2 separate regions of the Sminthopsis crassicaudata genome follow, and region 2 is linked to region 1. Evidence: chromatin contacts called from public Hi-C data. All regions are on one chromosome and are shown on one strand. Each heading gives the region's core, a stretch centred on a gene start, on an enhancer-like site or on the middle of the called end of the contact. The rest is flanking DNA. Distances are from core to core; before and after follow the strand shown. Region 1 holds the start of RHNO1 (RAD9-HUS1-RAD1 interacting nuclear orphan 1). Region 2 holds the start of DDX11 (DEAD/H-box helicase 11).

Region 1 (3,597 bases), core at 307-2,806:
GGTAGATTTTAAAAAATAGACACATCAAAAAAAAGCAAGGAGGAAGAAAAGAAAGAGAAAGAAAGAAAGAAAGAAAGAAAGAAAGAAAGAAAGAAAGAAAGAAAGAAAGAAAGAAAGAAAGAAAGAAAGAAAGAAAGAAAGAAAGAAAGAAAGAAAGAAAGAAAGAAAGAAAGGAAGGAAGGAAGGAAGGAAGGAAGGAAGGAAGAAAGAAAGAAAGAAAGAAAGAAAGAAAGAAAGAAAGAAAGAAAGAAAGAAAGAAAGAAAGAAAGAAAGAAAGAAAGAAAGAAAGAAAGAAAGAAAGAAAGAAAGGAAGAAAGGAAGAAAGGAAGAAAGGAAGAAGGAAGGAAGGAAGGAAGGAAGGAAGGAAGGAAGGAAGGAAGGAAGGAAGGAAGGAAGGAAGGAAGGAAGGAAGGAAGAAGGAAGGAAGGAAGGAAGGAAGGAAGGAAGGAAGGAAGGAAGGAAGGAAGGAAGGAAGAAAGAAAGAAAGAAAGAAAGAAAGAAAGAAAGAAAGAAAGAAAGAAAGAAAGAAAGAAAGAAAGAAAGAAAGCCAAATCACCTTTATCACAAACAAAAAAAAAGGTGAATTTACAACAAATGAAGAATAAATAAAAAAATTATTAGGAGCTATTTTGTTCAATTATGTGCCCCTGCAATCAAAATGAAGTGAAAATATTTACAAAATTATAAATCATCCTGGTTAACAGAACAGAAAAAACAGTATTTAAATAACCTTATCTTAGAAAAAAGAAATAGAATTAATCATAAGTGAATTTCCACATACCTCTATCTCTCCTCCTCAAAAAACCAAATCCTAGATCAGATGAATTTACAAGCAGATTCTACCAAACATTTTTTAACAATAGCTTTTTTTCTTTTCAAAATACATGCAAAGATAGTTTCCAGTATTCACCCTTATAAAACCTTGTGTTTCAAATTTTTCTCCCTCCCTTCCCTGCATCCTCCTCCCCTAGACAGCAAATAATCCAATAGATGTCAAATTCTGCCAAATATTTAGAGAACAATGAACTGTTTGAAAAGTTGGAAAAGAAAGGACTCTGCCAAATTCTTCCAATAGCACAAATATTGTCTTGATACCTAAACTAGAAAGAGTTAAAACAGAAAAACAAAAACACTAGAGACCAATATCCCTAATGAATGCTGATGAAAAAAATTAATTAAAATATTAGCAACATTTCACAAAGATTATTCATTATGACAACACAAGATTTATACCAGAAATGTAGATATACCAGAAAGCTTAAAAACATAATCAGCCATATTAATAACAGAAATCTTTTATATCAATAGCTATAGAAAAAACTTTTGATAAGATATAACCTTTTCTGGTAGAAAGCATATGAATAAATAGTTTTCCTTAAAGTAATAAGTAGCATATATCTAAAACTAAGAGCAAACATTACCTTAATGTGGATAAATGAGAAGTCTTTTCGGTAAACTCAAGAACAAAGCAAGGATGGAAAGTAGTGATGTAGTGGATAGAGAGAAGGGCCTTGCATTCTGTTTTTGAGTTCATATTTGGTCTCCGTTACTTATTTGTTTTGCCAGTCATTTAGTCCTGTTTGCCTCGATTTCCTCATCTGTAAAATGAGTTGGAGAAGGAAATGGTAAATCACTCCACTGTCCACGAGAAAATCCCAAATAGCGTCACAAAACTAAAATCAACAACAACAAAGCTCAGATCTCCATTATCACCTTTGGTATTCAATATTGTGCTAGAAATATGGTAAAAAGACAAATAGAAATTAAAGGTCTGTACATCAAAGACAGTTAAGAACGAGGAAGGGACCCATATATACAAAAAATTTGTAGTAGCTCTTTTCATAATGACAAAGAATTGGAAATTAAGGAGGTGCCTATCAATTAAAAAGGAAATGATTTCAGAGAAATCTAGGAAGACTTATATGAGATAATGCAAAGTGGAGTGAGCAGAACCAGGAGAATAACTTATACAATAATATAGTTGAGGACAAACAATTCTGAAACACTTAGGAATTCTGATAAACAAAGTGATCATAATTCTACAGGACTTATGAGGAAACATGCTATCCACCTTTAGACAGAGAGATAATGGACTCAGGGTATAGACTGAAGCACACATTTGTTCACACACACACACACAACATGGTTAATCTGGGAATTTGTTTTGCTTGAGTATATATATTTGTAATAGTTTTTATTTTTCTTGCTTTCTCAATGGGGGAGGAAGGGGGAAGGGAGTAAGAGAGTTCAGAAATATAAATAAAATTGAATTTAAAATAATTTTTAAATATTAATGAACAAAAAACAAAATATAAATATAAACAAAAATAAAAAAGGTTTAAGGATTAAAGAGTAAAAGAAAAGAAAAAAATAGGCTGAAACCAAATGATAAAGGGCTTTAAGAGCCAAACAGAGGGATTGGTCAAAGGAAAGTCAAAGGGAAAGCAGAATGGAATTTCTGAACTCTCCAGAGCCAGTCAAGATGGGGGAGTCAATGCTGTTCTGAAGTTCTCTGCCACTATTTGCTCCTGTCATGTGGGAAAGTTTCTGCATAGCATAAATTGTCAAAGTATCCACAGCAGTCCCTGATTCCCATTTGTAATATTTTTCTGTTTTGAATGAACTGAATTTGGTCCCAATTACTGTAGATATGCAGGATTCACATTTCTGGTGATAATTATAATTTTCTTAAGGCGCGCTGATATGGTTTAAGTATGAATTTCCCTTATCACCTATGCCAGAGAGGTTTAATCCCTGCCTATGCTCCCTCAAAATGACAGTGGCTATCTTTGGAAATTTGTGAAAAACTCATTTCAAAGTCAATGATTTCATCTATGATTATATTACAAAGGGGAAAAATAGATGGACAAGAGAGAACAATTTGTTTGAACCCTTTATGTGAAGATCACTGAAAAAAGAGATGTGAGCAGGCATTTTAAGTTTATTATTTGCTTGCAGATCCAAGCACATTCTTTGCATTTTACATTTATGCTTGCTTGCAAGGATTTAAAGCAATTTTAAACTTGAAATAGAATGGTCACCAGAAGCCCATAAATTAGCTGTGAAGTAGGCAGTGGTTGGTAAACTCTGAGGTTGTATATGGAATATTAATGGATAATAATCCACTGACAAGTTCTAAATAAGATGTCACCATGGAGAGATATTGCTGTTAATCAACTTTGAGTTTGGCCAGGAAGACCAATAGATGCAAAAGCCCCATCCCATTAAAATTTTGGACTTGCCCGGGAGCATATGACAAAAATCAGAGCAAGTCTTTTTTTTTTTTTTTTTTCTTTTAATCAACCAATTATTTAATTATTTATTCTAAATGTATTTCCATATTCATCATTCTGCACAAGAAAAATTAACTCAAATGAAGAAAGCCATCTGTACCCAGAGAGAGGACAATGGGAACTGAATAACTGAATGTGGATCACAATGTAGTGTTTTCACTCTTTTTGTTGTTTGCTTGCATTTTGTCTTCTTTCTCATTTTTTTTTCCTTTTTGATCTGTTTTTCTTGTGCAGAATGATAAATGTGGAAATATGAACAGAAGAATTACACATGTTTAGCATATATTGGATTACTTGCCCTGTA
Region 2 (3,597 bases), core at 401-2,900, 210 kb after region 1:
GCTCAAAATCTCCTGATCCCTGATCCCTTTTTGGAGTTTGCTCTGGAGCTGAAGATTTGTTACACAGATTTCTCTTCCTGGTTTGGTACCTATACCCAGCACCCTCTTCCTTTCCATTTCCTCCCTATCTGCCCCATACTCCCACGGTTAGAAAGATCCCCCGCCCCCAATATAGTTTTGGCTTCCAGAAAATACTGTGCCTATTCTACCCTTCCAGAACTTCTGGTTTCCTGTATAACTTTCATCAATAAAGCTTCTTTCCTTATTTTAAAACAAGGTGGCTTTCATCTCATGGTTTTTAGGGGAGAGAAGGGCAGGGGAAAGGAATTGCATGCAGCTCCCCAAACAGGAACAGTTCCTAGCTTTACTTCTCAAGTAGAGGGAAATGTTTCCTCCTCAATGGTCTTCCTTCTTTTTCACTTTTTTTCTTCAAACACTTTTATGTCTTCTCTTCCTCTCATTGCTACACGTTTCCAGTGAGTAGCTGAACTCATTCTCTTACTATTTTCTCCTTAATTCTCTAAGAGTTTTATAACTCCTAATTGTCAAATTCCCTGAAACCTTCAGTGGTTAAGCAAAGAAACAGATGAATGAGTGAATGATTTCCTGTATGAAAAAAAATTAAACCCTCCCCCCCATTTCTTATCTGAAGATGAAACTGACATTTTCTGTCTCCTTTTTTATGCTTTTTCTATACAAAGAGACAATATCTAAGGCTTTGAATCTGATGCACCTGCTAGCACAGACAGCATGACATTGATTGTGGGACTGATTGTATGTGTGTTAATGTAAAGGAATAAGAGCTGTGAATTTTAGAAAACCTGAAAGGCAGATGCGAAGTTAAGTGAGCAGAACCGGGTGAACACTGTGCTGATGATCAGCTTTGTAAGACTCAAATATTCTCACAATAATAAGTGATCCAAGACAATTCCAAGCACTCATGAGGGAAAATGCTAGAAAAAGAACTGATTCAGTCTGAGTGCAGGTCGAACCAGACTATTTTCATTTCCTGTCTATTAGTGTATTTCTCTTTTACGACTGGATGAATATGTAAATGTTTTAAGTTTTGCACATGTATAACCTATATCTAATTGTTTACCACTTTAGGGAGGGTGACAATTTGGAACTCAAAACTTAAAAAAAAAAAAAAACCAAAAACGGGGCAGCTTGTGGATGCAGTGGATAGAGCTCCGGCCCTTGAAGTTCAAATCCGGCCTCAGACACTTCACTTCCTGGCTGTGTGACCCTGGGCAAGTCACGTGACCCCAATTGCCTCAGCCAAAAAAACACCAAAACAAACAAACCAAACCCAAACCACCACAACCACCAAAAAGTGTGGATAAACATGGACATGTGTTTAGGAGAATCGCACATGTTTAACCAGATTGAATGTTGTCTGGGGGAGGGGTTGGGGAAAGAGGGAGAAAAACTAGGAACGGTGGACGCTGAAAACTCTCTTGCATGTATTTTGAAAATAAAAATCTATTAAAATATATGTTAAAGTTTCTCTTTACATCGAATTGGAAAAATTACTTTTTAAAAAGTATGATACATCAGAAATGTACGTGCCGAGCGTGCGCACGCATCAGGAGTGTGCATGCTCGCATCCAGGAGCCCGAGTAGGAGCAGTGAGCGCAAGCGCACAGCCGCGGGCACCCGCGAGGGTGGGGGCGGAGAACTCGCTCTTTAGCGGGCTCTCCTGCAGGGCCGGGATTAGCGGAGGCGTTTATGCGTGCGGAGACGTGATTACGTCTTGCCTGAGGCCGATGCTCTCCGCTGGAGGCGGCGGTTTCAAAAAGAGGTGAGCTTTGTGGGTGCTAGGCACCGGCCTGGGCGGAAAAGGAGCAGGCGAGCGCTGCACCGAGAGGGAGCGGTTCGCATCAGAGGATGGCGTGGAGCGGGACTCAGTAGAAAGCGGTCCTTCACTCTCACGGGTGGGAGGGGGCGGGCACAGAAAGGGCGGGGTGGAAAACGCGGAGGAAGGGGCCGGACGGAAGACCGGGCTGAAGGCACCGGGAGGAAGACCCGGATGGGGAGGGGAGAGAAATCGGGCGAAAGACCCGGATGGGGTGAGGCGCGTGCGCGGAAGAGCGCGCCCGCTTAATTGTGGCTCCCCAGCTCCTCGTAGGGAAGTCCTTTGGGACTAAATAGCGGAATTTTTGGATTGGTTTCATAGATGGAAAAATTAAGCTCGGAGACGCTGCAATTGATTTACCTAATGTCCCCGTGGTGGATAGGGCTGGAGTTACTTTCCCAGAAAAACCGAATAACACCGATTGTGGGCTGTTGAGGAGACCCTAAAAAGCACTTAAAGCGCCAAGTGTTTGGGGGGAGGGGCCTTATTTTTTGCAATGAGCCTAGAACGAAAGCTATGGAATCAGGGAGCTGATCATTCTGTTAGCCAAGGACTCAACTACACCGTAGCTTCAGGCTCCATTTCTTAATTTGTTTAAAAAAAAAAAAAAAAAAAAAACCTGGCAAACTTCTGAGTCTGACACGAGTAGCTTTTTGCGAACTTCAAAACATTGTCTTCATAAAATGTGTAACTCCTGCCTGCCTCGACTCCCCTCTCAGTGCACCCTTAATGTGCGGCCACAGAGAACTCGCGCTGCCGTACCTGCTCAATAAACAGCGCCTCCCTGTGGACAAAATGTATATTATTCAAAGCCGTCTCATCCGAATCTTTCTACACTCTTACTCGTGCATCCCCATGTTTGTTTCTTACGGTGATTTTTAAAATTCGAAGGTAGAGCTTTACACTTATATTTCATCTCGACACACCTTTAGGCTTCTGCCAGAACCCCTGGCAGACTTTGACACTGTCTGCTTTATTTAACAGTGCCTTTGATCTTTGCGTTGTTCTGAGATTTGACAAATATGCCATTTATAACTGTCTAAGTCATTGATATTAAATAGCACAGGATCAAGAGCACGCCCCTCCAGTTCCACCTTATGGCTCTCCACTTTAGCCGACATCCTAACCCCAGCTTGACATGAGAGAGCAAGTGCTGTGCTACACCACATTCCCCTGCTCTGACACTACTTACCCTTCCATTCTTCTCTGTTGACCTTTATTCGGCTCAAACCCTCTGTTAAGCTCTTCTTTTAAAAAACAAATGTGTTTTTGTGTTTTGATTTTATATTACAAGCATTTACAGTATGAGAATAAATAGGAATATTTAAGTGCATCTGAAAGAAATTCTATTCTTCTGCTTAGTATTTCTCCATTATCTTCAGAATAAAACTGAAAATACATAATTTAGAACTATCATGTTTATTTTGCATTTTGTCACTGTTAATTAAAAAAAAAAAACACCCAAAACCAACATTTGGAAATCAGTTACATATTTAGTTCTCAGAGGGAAATAGATTAATCTTGTTGCTTCCTCAAAGTAAAGTTTGCTGCTTTGTAAAAAATGAAAACTTTTACGTTTTTATCATATCACATCCTTTGTCCCCCAGATCATTCAGAAAGAGACTGTGTTTTTACCCAGATCATTCAGAAAGAATGAGATATTTTAAGGACCTAATTTTTTTCATATATATATTCATATATTTATAAGTATTAGGCAGGGGATGGCAAGCCTAAGAACTCTT

What was found. A called contact is a pair of places that touch in the nucleus more often than the background predicts.
Region 2: a Hi-C map of hippocampus shows a contact between it and region 1, with 2.3 times the contacts expected there. The contact joins the promoter of DDX11 here to the promoter of RHNO1 in region 1. A contact is called at or near these places in 2 of 2 Hi-C or Micro-C datasets (fibroblasts and hippocampus).

What each region holds. Positions count from the first base shown.
Region 1 is chr5:195,137,237-195,140,833 of ASM4859323v1, forward strand. It overlaps RHNO1 (RAD9-HUS1-RAD1 interacting nuclear orphan 1), which reads right to left and starts at 1,557. Exons shown (of 3, transcript XM_074269290.1): 1 at 1,422-1,557.
Region 2 is chr5:195,347,972-195,351,568 of ASM4859323v1, forward strand. It overlaps DDX11 (DEAD/H-box helicase 11), which reads left to right and starts at 1,651. Exons shown (of 27, transcript XM_074269303.1): 1 at 1,651-1,801. It overlaps LOC141543689 (maestro heat-like repeat-containing protein family member 1), which reads left to right. Exons shown (of 40, transcript XM_074269297.1): 40 at 1-212. The coding sequence ends at 16.